Linked DNA regions of Mus musculus: all the other regions are linked to region 1. A link is a contact called in public HiChIP or PLAC-seq data. All regions are on one chromosome and are shown on one strand. The core of a region is the stretch at or near the end of the contact, and the rest is flanking DNA. Distances in the headings are between cores, read along the strand shown. Region 1 holds the start of Mfsd4b4 (major facilitator superfamily domain containing 4B4). Region 2 has its middle 35 kb from the start of Gm31562. Region 3 has its middle 57 kb from the start of Gm32234.

The links. HiChIP or PLAC-seq counts read pairs in DNA pulled down with a chosen protein or histone mark.
Region 2: a contact with region 1 is called in an H3K4me3 HiChIP or PLAC-seq map of stem cell-derived neural progenitor cells, with 3 times the contacts expected there. The contact joins the enhancer-like site here to the promoter of Mfsd4b4 in region 1. A contact is called at or near these places in 1 of 39 promoter capture datasets (embryonic stem cells), 4 of 115 datasets of contacts at active chromatin or transcription factors (the NIH/3T3 cell line, embryonic hindbrain, epiblast stem cells and 1 more) and 1 of 9 other capture datasets (embryonic stem cells).
Region 3: a contact with region 1 is called in an HNF4G HiChIP or PLAC-seq map of pancreatic cancer cells. The contact joins the enhancer-like site here to the promoter of Mfsd4b4 in region 1. A contact is called at or near these places in 1 of 39 promoter capture datasets (embryonic stem cells), 4 of 484 Hi-C or Micro-C datasets (embryonic stem cells, granulocyte-monocyte progenitors and muscle stem cells), 2 of 115 datasets of contacts at active chromatin or transcription factors (memory CD8 T cells and pancreatic cancer cells) and 2 of 9 other capture datasets (adipose tissue and embryonic stem cells).

What each region holds. Positions count from the first base shown.
Region 1 is chr10:39,897,318-39,901,448 of GRCm38.p6, reverse strand. It overlaps Mfsd4b4 (major facilitator superfamily domain containing 4B4), which reads left to right and starts at 2,243. Exons shown (of 5, transcript NM_001384225.1): 1 at 2,243-2,535.
Region 2 is chr10:39,207,482-39,211,612 of GRCm38.p6, reverse strand. No RefSeq gene overlaps it. Among named protein-coding and RNA genes, the nearest start is that of Gm31562, 35 kb to the left of the region's middle. Within about 2 kb of position 1,737, at least 67 of the 459 cell types and tissues checked have an H3K27ac peak or open chromatin away from gene starts, as enhancers often do. A contact at or near this core is called in stem cell-derived neural progenitor cells, where this site is marked.
Region 3 is chr10:40,509,240-40,513,370 of GRCm38.p6, reverse strand. No RefSeq gene overlaps it. Among named protein-coding and RNA genes, the nearest start is that of Gm32234, 57 kb to the right of the region's middle. Within about 2 kb of position 1,975, at least 62 of the 459 cell types and tissues checked have an H3K27ac peak or open chromatin away from gene starts, as enhancers often do. A contact at or near this core is called in pancreatic cancer cells, where this site is marked.

The DNA.
Region 1 (4,131 bases), core at 994-3,493:
CAGCACTAGTCTAGAGTTCTGTCCTGTGGAGTAGGTCTCAAAACCAAGCAGAAAGTGGTTAGTTACCTCCACGACACTTATGCCACCATTATACGCAGGGGGCATCTTGCCTAGTAGGTTGGTATTGTAGCAGGCAGAGTTATTCTCACTTTAAAATGCCCTTAAATTTTTTTCTTTTTTTTTTTAAAGATTTATTTATTCATTTATTATATGTAACTACACTGTAGCTGTCTTCAGACACTGCAGAAGAGGGTGTCAGATCTCATTACAGATGGTTGTGAGCCACCATGTGGTTGCTGGGATTTGAACTCAGGACCTTTGGAAGAGCAGTCAGTGCTCTTAACTGCTGAGCCATCTCTCCAGCCCAAATTTTTTTCTTTATCAATCTATTTTTAGATTTTTATTAAAAATGTTTATGATACAATGTATTTTTTCTTTTTTAAAAAAATTAGATATCTTCTTTATTTACATTTCAAATGTTATCCCCTTTCCTAGTTTCCCCTCCGAAAACCCACTATCCCCTCCCCCCTCCCCCTGCTCACCAACCCACCCACTCCTGCTTCCTGGCCCTGGCATTCCCCTATACTGGGGCATAGAACCTTCACGGGAAAAAGAGCCTCTCCTCCCTGACTAGGCCATCTGCCCTTAAAATTTTTGTGTTCTAAAGGTCCCACTAAAAATTTCAAAACACACACTTTGAGGCCAATCAGAAAACATCTGAAATAGTCTAAGCAAGAAATGAAGACAAGCAGAGTAGGAATGGAGAGGAGTTGGACGCCAATTTAAGAAACCTTTCCGAGACAAACAGGGAAGAAGTTAATGATCGTATGATTGAAGATAGAAAGTTGGTTTATGGGTAACAAGACCAAGTTTTGTAGTAGCTTGGGAGTCTAAGTAAGAAGGGATATCAGAGACAGAAGTGTAAGTGGAAAAGAACTTCAGATAAAAAATAGAATGTGATAACATTTGAGGCTATGGTCCCTGTGGTCAAATCTGTAGTCACATAAGAACACGGTTTTCCTTTTTCAGCTAGCATAGCTATTTGGCAAAGACAGACTGATGTCCAAGTCCATTCAACAATGGAATTGCCTGCAGGTTAAAATAAGTGTGGGCATGTGGGACCCGATTTAGAGCGTTTCTCCCAGGAAGGTAAAGCCCCTGGACGTTCCCCAAGCTTGTTTTCCCTGATCTCTAAAAATACAGCCAGAAAGAAGCTCTTTGTTCTCTATAGCCAGCAAAAAGCCTTTGTTTCTATACTTTACAACCAGAGATGCCTGCCTTCCTGTGCTGAGGACACGGAGATAAAAATTCAGAAAGAACTCACTCCCCACTCCTGCCTTATAAATTTCACCAAGGATACCCAGAAGAGAAGAACTCTCCTCCCAACTCCTCCCAACTCCTCCCCAATTCCTCAGCTAGCTGTTAAAAGCCCCCTACTGTTACCACTAAGGGTCAAACTCCCCTGCCCTGCACGGAGGAGGGACATCGGGACATCGTCCTCAGCTAGCTGATAATAAAACCTCTTGCAGTTTGCATCAGGTGTGGTTTTCTCTCGAGTCACTGAGGTGCTGGCCAGCTCATCCCAGGACTTGAGCGGAGGCCCAGCTTCGGGGGTCTTACAGGCAAGTGCATGCAACTCGTTTTGTCCCAGATTCTTTCTTTAGCTATTGTTTCACCATTCAGTAAAGGCCAGCGGGTTGTTGTCTGGCCTTTAGAAGCTGCTACTCTAACCTAATATTCCTATTTATAGATGGGACTGCGGTGGGATTCTGAGTGTTGTGTAAACTAACTGAGATACTTCACGTGTGAGTTTACACGTAAGGATCCATAACTATCTGTTCAGTGAGAAGCTGACGTTCAACATTCTTGTACGTCTAAGGAGCAAGGGCAACAGTTTGTAAATCATGTAGAGACAAGACCTTCGGGTTTCCAGGTGACCCAGGAGGCTGCGGAAGTTGCCATCTTGCAGTTCCAGGCCGGGTTTCTTCCAACGTTTTGCAACTTTGGATCGTCTTGTGCATGGGTTGCAGCTTGTACATCTTTGGCCTACATTCCCCAGGCCGGGGAAACTCACCTAATTGAGACTTCTCACCTGGGCCAGGCTGTCCGATCCCCAAGGCAACCACATCAACTTCCGGTTTGAGGAAGTCTCCTGATTGGCCGGCGGCTTTATTTCCGGCCTGTGATCCATGCAGGCGCTCTGCTACCGTGAGGGACACCGCGCCTGCGCGGCGGGGAGGCTCCGCTCCCAGGTCACGCTCGCGCGGGCAGGTCCTGGCGTTGTTGGCTCCCGGGCCGGGCGGGGCCGGGCACCTCCCTGCACACCGGAGGCCTGGTGCACGGAGCACGGCAGGTGGAGCCGCCACACTGGAGTTGGAGCTGGAGTTCGGAGGGGCGGGAGGGCAGCGGCTCCTCCCAGCCGGCCCGGGCGCAGAGAATGAGTCAGAAGCGGTGGCCTCCGTGCGGAAAGGCCGTGCCCAAAGCGTGCTGCGCTGGTTCACCACCGTGGTGCTTTGTGCCGCCTTCCTGGGGCTGGTGAGAGCTGGGCCCAAACCCTCCAGGCCACGGCTGGAGCAAGCGTCCTGCAGGGAACGTGGTCTCAGTGCCCTGCATCGTGCGTGACCCCTGGTGTATATCGGTTAATCCTCCTGAGTCTCAGTTCTGTCATCTGGAAAAACGGGCAAAATTAATACGTTTCCAGCACGAGCAAGCTAAGTTTCCTCCGGAAAACGGGGAGATACAAGATGGGGAGCCTGCTCCCCTTCACCCACTCACTGAAGCTCTAAATTGATCCCAGAAAAGCAGCTTTGAGGGGGCCTGACCAAATCCAACCAACTGCTTTATTTCGCAGATGGAAAAAAGGGCCCAGAGAAGAAAGTGGCTTTTCTGGTTAAATGATAGTATCAAGGACATGTTGCTTACCCTGTACACGGCCCTATTTAAATCAAGCCTTTAGATACTTAAATGATTTTCTTCACTCAAGTGCAAGAACTAAAAACGCCATAAAGACAGTGTTCCCCAGTGTAGCACCTGCTGCTGACCCGAAATGTCCTTTTGTGGACCAGATGGCTGTAACTCATTGTGTAGATCAGGATGGTCTCAAATTTCAGAGATCCTCCTGCCCCTGCCTCCTGAGTGCTGGGATGAAAGCTATAAACCACTGACCTAAAGTGATAACTTTTGACTCGAGTGCTATGAGAGCTAAACCTTTGACGGAGTCCCTTCTGGTCCCTCAATTGGAGCTTCAGTTTCTTAAAATTATTTTGATGGGAAAGTAGGGAAGAAAGAAAGCGTTGCAGGTACTGGAGCCCCTCGTGTGTAACAGGTATTGCAAGTGATTGCAGGAAGATCTGAATGAACATGCTGTGGCCCTGTGTGCTCCTGGTCTTTGTTCTTGGTTGCTGGTGCTTGGGGCAGGGAAACCACACGTGGGTTGGAGCAGAACAGTGCAGCACAATCAGGTTTTGTTGTTTGTTTATTACGTACAGGGCGCTGGCTGGCCCAGGACTTCATGCTAGGCTTTCACCCAGCTGTGTCCCCAGCCCACAATCCACAGTTCTCAAAACTCAGAAACGTTTCCTTAAAGGTTTTTAGGAACTTCATCTAAAACGCAAGTCTTTAGTTCTTGGCAGTATCTTGTGTAACATCTTATTGTTAAAATCATTCTGTCCGTGTTATATTTTGCTAAGAAAGCCTTACAGCCCTTACATCTCCTGATAGCTTTGGAGTGTGAGGAAAACTGTAGATTAGATTATTTATCGTCAGCATTAGACAGTTCAAAGGGACAACTTCTTGTGTGCCAGAAATATTGGCATCTTAGTGTAAAAATCAAAATTTGGTGCTTGGTAATTAAAAATTTTTAGCAATTAAATTTCGTATTTATGCATGTAGCATATTTGAAAATATAAGTATATATTTTGAGAATAGTTTGTTACATTCTAAATCCTTGTGCAGATGGTGTGCGTCGAGGCCAGAGGTGTCTTGCTCAATTGCCCTCCACCTTATTGACAGGGCCTCCCACTGAACCTGGAGCTCACCCATTCAGCCAGACTAGCTGGCCGGTGAGCCCTGGGGATCTCTTTCCTTTTTCTTCGGTGTGGGGTTCTAGGCATGCTGCTGTTTCTGTGTGTC
Region 2 (4,131 bases), core at 488-2,987, 690 kb after region 1:
TTTTCTCTCTGTTTCCTGCTTGTTTCTCAAGATGTGAGCCCTCAGCCTCCTACTCTTGATACCATGTAAAACTATCTTTTATTTGCCTGATGTAATTGTCGTCTTAGAGGTTTATTGCCTTTATCTGCTAACCTAGGCCTAGTCCTGGAAGTTTCTTGCCTCCATATAATCTAATCTAGATTAGGCCTAGAATGTTTTCAGCCTCTGAGACTTGCTGCTGAATAAACTCATCCTTTCCCAGTTCTTTCTGATCTCTGGCTAGCTGATTCAACTCAGCTGTTCTGGCTGAAACTCCTCTCCTGACTGACTGATTCAATCTGGCTTCTCTTGGCTTCTCCTGAATTGATCTGCTTTGCCTCATACTAATTTTGGCGATATGTTGTAATCTTCTGGCTCCTTCTCCTTCTTTGGCTCATTCTGTCTTCACTTATGTCTAGCTTGTTCTCTCTCTGCAGCCATCTCTGTACAACTGTCCTGGTAAAACTGGCCTCTCTCCTTTCCTTTCATTGCATTGCTTTATCTTAAGTAGCCTCTGTTTTGTTTTGTTTTTTCTCTGTTCTCATGAGAGTTGGGCATGTATTGTTCTGTCAAATCTTTCTCTGATTCATTACTTTGTCATCTGCTCAATTAGACATCACTTTCAAACATGAGTGCTTCCTTCTACAAACTAACTTAACCTTCATTGTTTGGAATTAAAGGTGTGTGCTAAGGCTGAGCCACACCACAACTAGAAACAGGTTTCTCCAGTAGACAACACAATCTCAGGGTTCCCAGTGTGATCAAATATCCTGCAACAACACCATGCCTTCACTTTGCCATCATGGAGTCTAGCCTTCTAGAATGGTAAGCTCAAATAAACTCATCTATAAGTTACCATGATGATGGTGTTTTATCCCAGCAATAGAAAAGTAAACAGTACAGTAACAAACATAAGGGCTGATCCAGGGCAGTCTAGTTTCAGAAATAGACAGATTCAGGTGTTCATTAGAGCACCTGGCATAACATAAGTTAGAGATGCTCACTCCCTGACTCAGTTGGCTTTGGTTTTCAGGTGGGCTGAGCTATGAATCCCCAGGCATTGGCAGCTCCAGGTTAGTTCCCATGATCTTATGACTGGTGAAAGGGGAACAGAGTCTAACAGCTCCATCTCATGACTTAGATCATGTGCCAAAGCTACCCCCATCTCCAGAGATGATGGTGTCTCACACAGTATAATGGGTTTGACTCTGTAGCATGAGGGTGAGAAAATGACAGAAAATTGAAAACCAGCAAAGGAAGGAAAATGGATGCTAAGCTGACTTACCATTATGGGGACCCCCTTTTAGCTCTCTCCCTACCCCCTTGAACTCCCCTCTAAGGAGGCCTAGCAACCTCCCCTAGGGCCAGTGTTCTGCTGCCCACTGAATTCCCAACTCAAGACAGATTGTGTCTTTTACAAGTAAAACAATGGGGTGGCTTCTTGAGGGATTTTAAGGAAAAACATCCTCTCCCACTCCCTGCTTGAATTTAATCTTTTATATTTCCACCAGAAATAATTTCTAGTGTTCTTTCATTTGCAAATAAGGGCTGGTGTTGTTTTTTACCACATGTATTATTCAATTCATGGTAAGCCTCCCTCCCCTCCTGGATCAGCCTGTGGGTGTGTGTCCTTGAATTTAAATGAGAATATATCTGGATGGTCAAAAAGAGTCCATTAGGAAGTCTGGGAGGCCAGCAGCCTGGCTTTGTGCTGGTGGGGGAGGCAGGGAGCCTGCTAAGCCTGCTTGTAACAGTATGACCTACAGTGGAACACTGGACCCGTGGGCTCTAAGATTATCAAAGACCTGGCTCCAGATGCATGGGGCACGTTTCACAGATGGATTCCAGCTCTTTTACAGCCAACGTTCTGCCCTGCTGAGTTCCTAGAATTTATACTGCCAACGACATGGAGTGGCGGATTAGTTTGTGTCTCACAACCCGTTCCTGATTATGATTTATCATTCTCCTGAAAAGAGAAAACAGTGCTCGAGAAAGGAGCCAAGTGTGAGTTCTCCTGCTCCTAGTTGGGTATAGGTGTTCTGAGCTGTTGGTTGGAATTATAGGTGCAGCTTGAAAAACAAAAAAGAAAAAAAAAATAACAACAAAAGCAATGCATTTCCACATGTAGCCAGGGATGGATGTAATAGCTCTCCCTTCCAATGGGCTCTGTCCCCATAGCAACGGGAACACTGCAGATAGAAGCTGGAAGACAAATATCCCAGGGCCCTTTGGCTCACTCTGTGGACCCTGGGCTTGGTTTTGTCCATCCTGGCTCAGAGATTTTGTTGGCTGACTCAGCAGCTAATGTCCCTGGCCTTTTGGAGCTAGCTCCATCTTGATAAGCCCCAGAATGCCGCTCGTAAGTGTTCTCTGATGTGTTAAGGAGATTTGATTGAAACTGGATGCTTTTTCAAAGAATGGCTAAGTTGGAAACCTTTCTTAGGAATTCCTAAAACATAATTTTTTTTAAAAGGAAAATCTCCTTAAAGTTTTCTTCCTCTTTCCTTCCTTGAATACTAAATGCTATTAATTAAACACGAGGCAGGGCAGCAGTCATCCTGGAGAGAACACAGGGAGAGAGATGCGCTCACTGCCCTGTGCATGTGATGACTATACCAGTCTCATAAACGTGAAGCAATGCCAGGCAATAATTGTTCCTTTTGTGACTCTTACTCAAGAAAACATTTCAACATCAAATAAGTCCTCAGAGCATTGCGCAGCACTCATGAGATTAGACAAGTTGTCCCTGTAACTGCCAACACCTGGCTGCATTTGAGATGACTCTGGGAATGTGATTCCATTCCCTATGCCCACCTCTTCTGTCTCTATGTCTCTGCCTCTCTGTACCTGTCTCTCTGTCTCTATGTCTCTGCCTCTCTGTGCCTGTCTCTCTGTCTCTGTGTCTGTCTCTTCCTCTGTGTCTGTCTCTCTGTCTCTGTGTCTGTCTCTGTCTCTCTCTGGCCCATCTTTCTTTATCAGGTTTTTGCACAGCATCTCTTCAATATCTAGTTCATGATGAATTTTATTCTTGGGGAGATGAGGGTGAAGGAAGGTTGGAGAGAGAAAGAAGGGAGAGAGAGAGAGAGAGATCGATCTTCACTTCTGGGTTTCCGTTTGAAACATTCCCAGCGGTGAAGCTAAGCACACTAAAGTCAGAACCACTGAGCTTGTAAAGGCTCTGTTCTAATGGAAGCCCTTTCCAGCAATAAAGTTTGCTTATTGTTGAGATCTGCCCAGATCCCACCCTATGTCCGTACATATTGTGAAAAGTGGTGATTTTTCAGCCTGTGCCTTGCCCTGGGGGGCCCTTTACAATGATGCTATTTTGATTGCAAATTCAGAAGTAAGATGCCTGCCTCTTGGGGCCGAAAATACAGTATCTTCAGTCCAGCACTACCTATGAAGCTCAGGTTGATGAAGAATTTATTTCTAACAGTAGAAAGGTCCCCCACCAATGGATCAAAGTAAATGGAGACTGTAGGAACACATGAACATAAGAAGGCCAAATGAGGAGAACTAGGCCCAAGAACTTACCAGACACACCACACTGAGGAAAGTTTGCACTTTCCTTACCTGGACCCCAGAGGCAGAGAGTATCCAATGCTGTGATGGTGGTGGCCCCACCAACCTGTCATCTCACCACCCAGTGTGTACATCAAGTGACTGACAGGCTGAGAACTCCTAACTAACCCAGGTTCTTCAGCCCAGCCTACTCCCTATTACTGACATAGACTGCTCAAATTATCATCTGTTCATCTGTCCAGTGGTCCACGTGGGCCAGCTGTTCATCTGTCCACCCAATTGTCCACATGGATTCCACCCTGGCCTTCACCTCTACATCCTCCTTCACACCTTGAATCTTCAGTTCAACTCTGGCCAAGCAGCCTGACTATAGAGCAGTGGCCACATCTGTAACAGGATCTTTCTGCAACCCTATATTCCCTGCTTTCAGCAGCTCAGACCTCTTTAAAATTCCTTGAACAGTTTGTAGCCTCTTTAACCCTTTGTTGCCATTCTTGAACCTACATATGTACATACATACAAGAAAAGGGGAAGGGGAAAGAAGGGAAAAAAGAGGAAGAGAAGAAAGAGGAGAAGGAGGAGGAGCCAATT
Region 3 (4,131 bases), core at 726-3,225, 610 kb before region 1:
ACTTCAGTGAAAGAAAATAAAACTTGAGACCTGTGATTCATGTAATTTATGTCAAATAGCCCAAAGAGTTGTTTGTGAGCTTTGAAACCTGGGGCTGAGAACATAGAAGAACAGGCCAGGACATGCCCAGGCAGGCCTGTTGTTAAAACATTCCTGAGGCTGCTTGGCCATAAGGATAAAGAGAATGACATGCCGGACTGGCCCTGTGCCTCCCTATCTCCTGCCCTTCTGACCTAAGTTAAATGTTATCTGCATGTACAGTCTGCTGATGTTTAAATGGAGCAATCATGTGAAACCGCGCCAATTCCTCCCTGCTGATGTTCAAATGGACCAATCACGTGAAACCGCGCCAATTCCTCCCCCAGCCCCAGACCCTTTTCTATAAAAATCCCCTAGCTTTCAAGCCTCATGGTCGAATCCACTGTCTCCTGCGTGAGATACGTTTCGACCGCCATTAAACTACCTCGTATATTTACATCAAGATGGTCTGTTCGTGATTCTTGGGTGCACACGGAATCTGGAGTTGAGTGGGGGTTGAGTGGGGGTTTCCCCACTAGGTTCTTTCATCAGCACTTCTCTAGCGACTTAAAGAAAATTCATTATGATAATGTATCAAGCATAGAGGAGTTCAGAAGAGAATATAATCTTTCCATATCTGCATTGTTTTCCTGCTTGCTTTTTTAATGGCAAAAATGTTTCCACTGTAACTGTTCTGAGATGGATGACTCAGTCAGATTTAGGTATGGGGAGAAGAGGAAAGGACGTTACTATGTAGCCAGTCAGGCCTTGAAGTCAAGATCTTCCTGCTTCAGTCTCCCAAGCACTGAATTGCAAGCCTGTGCTACCATTCCAGCCTATACACTTTGTTAGCAGACAACTCAATTAGACCTACATCAAATAAACCATGAAAGGACACCTGTGCTGTAGCTCTGTTACAGCATTTATCTGCCACATGCTAGGCCTGGGTCCAATCCTTGGTATTAAGCAATCAATTATTGCTAAATAGCCAGGTCTAGTGGTACATGCCTATTATCCCGGCACCGGAGTTATTGCAAACGTTGCGGATTTGAGGTCGATCTTGATTATATAATAAACTCAAGGACAGCCCAGTTGCGTGAAATCTCATCTTTGAAGTCTGATAAAGAAAATCTCTGTAAATTGGTTTTGATCCTCACCTCTTGTCACTGGATTTCCTCAAGAGCTTAGCTCCTGGATACTCAACCTTCACAACTCCTTTGCCAAAATGCACACAATTGCCCCCCCCCCCTTCTAGAGTTCCTTCTTCAGGGAACTGCTTGCTCTCTTTAATACTGTTTCATTAAGTGTTACCCCACCCCTCTGCTCCCTAAATCAGAACTTTCCCAGTTTCTCTTTTGCTTTTGTTGTTTCCATGGAAACCTCCTTGGGTCCCACCTTGTGGTGACACCTCCCTGACTCATGAGGACTTCAAACTAGGATGCCCAGAAGAGTGGTCTTTCCTTTTGAATGTGTGTTTCTTCCGCAATGTCTCTGATCCAGACAGGCACTGCTGCCCTCTCATGAAGCACCAAAATATAATCCTGTACTTTCATCTTGCCAACAAATGGCAAGCCCAGCCCTAAATCACTTTGTCAAGAATTGTCATCATCTCCTACTGCTGTGGGTGCTATGGGAATAAAGCCTCGAGAACAGACCCGAGACTTGGACATCTTGGAGCTGGTTTCTAGTCGCCTGCTGCCTGCCATGAGTCTTCTGCTCCCAACTGGTTCAAACAGAATGCCTGCTCTCGGCACAATTCCCATGACTTGTCTCACCTTTCCCCATTCAAAGGACTGGTTTCAGTCTTCTAAAAGACTTTCCTGCTGTTCAAATACATGTAACAAAATCAGAGGTATTGGTGGAAGGCTGCCAAATTCCATAAACTGGAGTCATGCACACCTCATTTCCTGTACCAAACAGAAAACACACCCCAGATTGTTCTGATCCCGAAGGGTCTACAAACAGAGCTTTGTTGCTTGTGTTAACTCACCAAACATTGAGTTTGTGACTCACCTGTGGGAGGTGCGACTTGTCCGAATTATGGTTAAGAGAGGAGTTTGCAGATAAGAGCAACTCTGTCACTTCGACCTGGCCGCTTTGCAAATGACATCTCCAGGAAGCCAAGCGGTGCCAAAGGTGTATGCCCAAATTAGAGGGGGAAATAGGGGTCATAAAATAATGATGAGTACAAGGAGAATCAGTGCAGGAGCTTTTGGGGGTGCTTGTTGTCCATGTCAATATCCAGCCTTACAAGGAGATGGCATCGGGCTGCTTTCCAGAGCCCTCCCCCTCCCCCACCTTCAATAGGCCACAGCAAAGGAGTTCCTTCAGAAAACCAAAGTGAGGCATCCTCTGAGGTCACCTTTGCTTTTGTTTGTGCAGAATCTGAAATTCCAGACTTTTCTTTTGGTGTTTTGATTACTTAATCCTGTCCTGTTCCCATAACCACAAGATACCCCAAGCTGCTTCGCCTCATGAAATAGACACAGACAGGCTTGGTGAGAGTCACATTTTCCCCTGAGATAGGCATTCTGGCCTACCCAACCCGGGGCTTGGTTACATGAACAGTTTCACCACTATTGCTGCAACCAGATACTCTGAGAGAAACAATGTATGACATAAAGGGTTTGCTTTAGCTCAGGCCTAGGTTATAGCTCACCATCATGGGGAGGTCCCAGTGACAGCAGCTTGAGACAGGGGGCCACATTTATCTAGTTGAGAAGCAGGAGGAGTGAAAGGGTACCTGAACAGCTGTGCTCAGCCTGCTTTCTCCGGCCTATACAGGGCAGGATCCGCGCCACCCACAGTGGGCATGCTTTACACCTCGAATCCCAAAGATTGCCTACAACCCAGTCTGATCTAGATAATCCCTCACGGAGACTCTCTCCCCAGGTGACACTACACCTGTGACCTATACCACTTGAAGAGTGGTCCTGAGTCCACCTCTAGCAACATTATGACATCTCTCTTGGCCTCCTCTTTCTCATACCTAAATAAGAGTTCTAGGTTACTTTGTAATTGTTCTAAGAATTAAAAACAATGTCTTGTCGGGTGTTGGTGGCACATGCCTTTAATGCCAGCACTTGGGAGGCAGAGGCAGGTGGATTTCTGAGTTCGAGGCCAGCCTAGTCTACAAAGTGAGTTCCAGGACAGCCAGGGCTACACAGAGAAACTCTGTCTCAAAACAACAACAACAAACAAAAACAACATAAATAAATAAATAAATAAATAAATAAATAAATAAATAAATAAATAAAGTCTTGTATGTTATGGTTTCTGATTTTGTAGTTTTAGTATGTGTGAAGTGTTCCTTTTTCTTTGCCATTTCTGTGATTTTTGTTTGACAATTCACTTCGGGTTTTTTGTTGTTTGGTTGGTTTTTTTTTTCTTTCTGTATAATGACTATTCTTGGTTGTCAACTTGACTATATCTGGAGTTAACTAAAACCCAAAAATAGAAGGGCACACCTATGAGGAATTTTTGCTTAATTTGAAGTGTGAAGATCCACTTCTAATCTGGACCTTGAGTTAGGAAACATACCTTTAATCTGGATATTTTAAGCTGGGGAAACCAACCTCTAGTCTGGGTCACACTTTCTGTAGGAAGCCTATATTAGGACGTGGAAGAAGGAAGCTTTGCAGTTTGCCTGCTTACTCTCACCTAAGTAGCAAGTCCAGTCCTTCACGGGCATTAGAGCTTACTTCTCGAAGATTCCAGTGTATTCTGAAGACATCCAGCACTGTGGACCAAACAACTAGTGGATCCTTGGACCTTCTGTTCACTGGTAGCCATTGTTGGCTTAGCTGGACCACAGCCTGTAAGTTTTTCTAATAAGCCATATACATAAAATACATATATACATATATTCTCTAGCTCTTCCTATGTATTTATAGTCAGATATCTACCTATCTAAAGATAGAGATTCATTCTATAAGTTCTGTACTATAAAGAACCAGGAATAATACATTCTGTTTCTTTATTTTATTTTCCTGTTTGTTTTCTAAAGAGAGAGAGAAAGAAGGTACAGAGTTGGGAGGGTGGGAAGGTGGGGAGGAAATGAGGGGGAATCATAATCAGAATATATTATATTAGAAAACTTCTAGTTTAAATAAA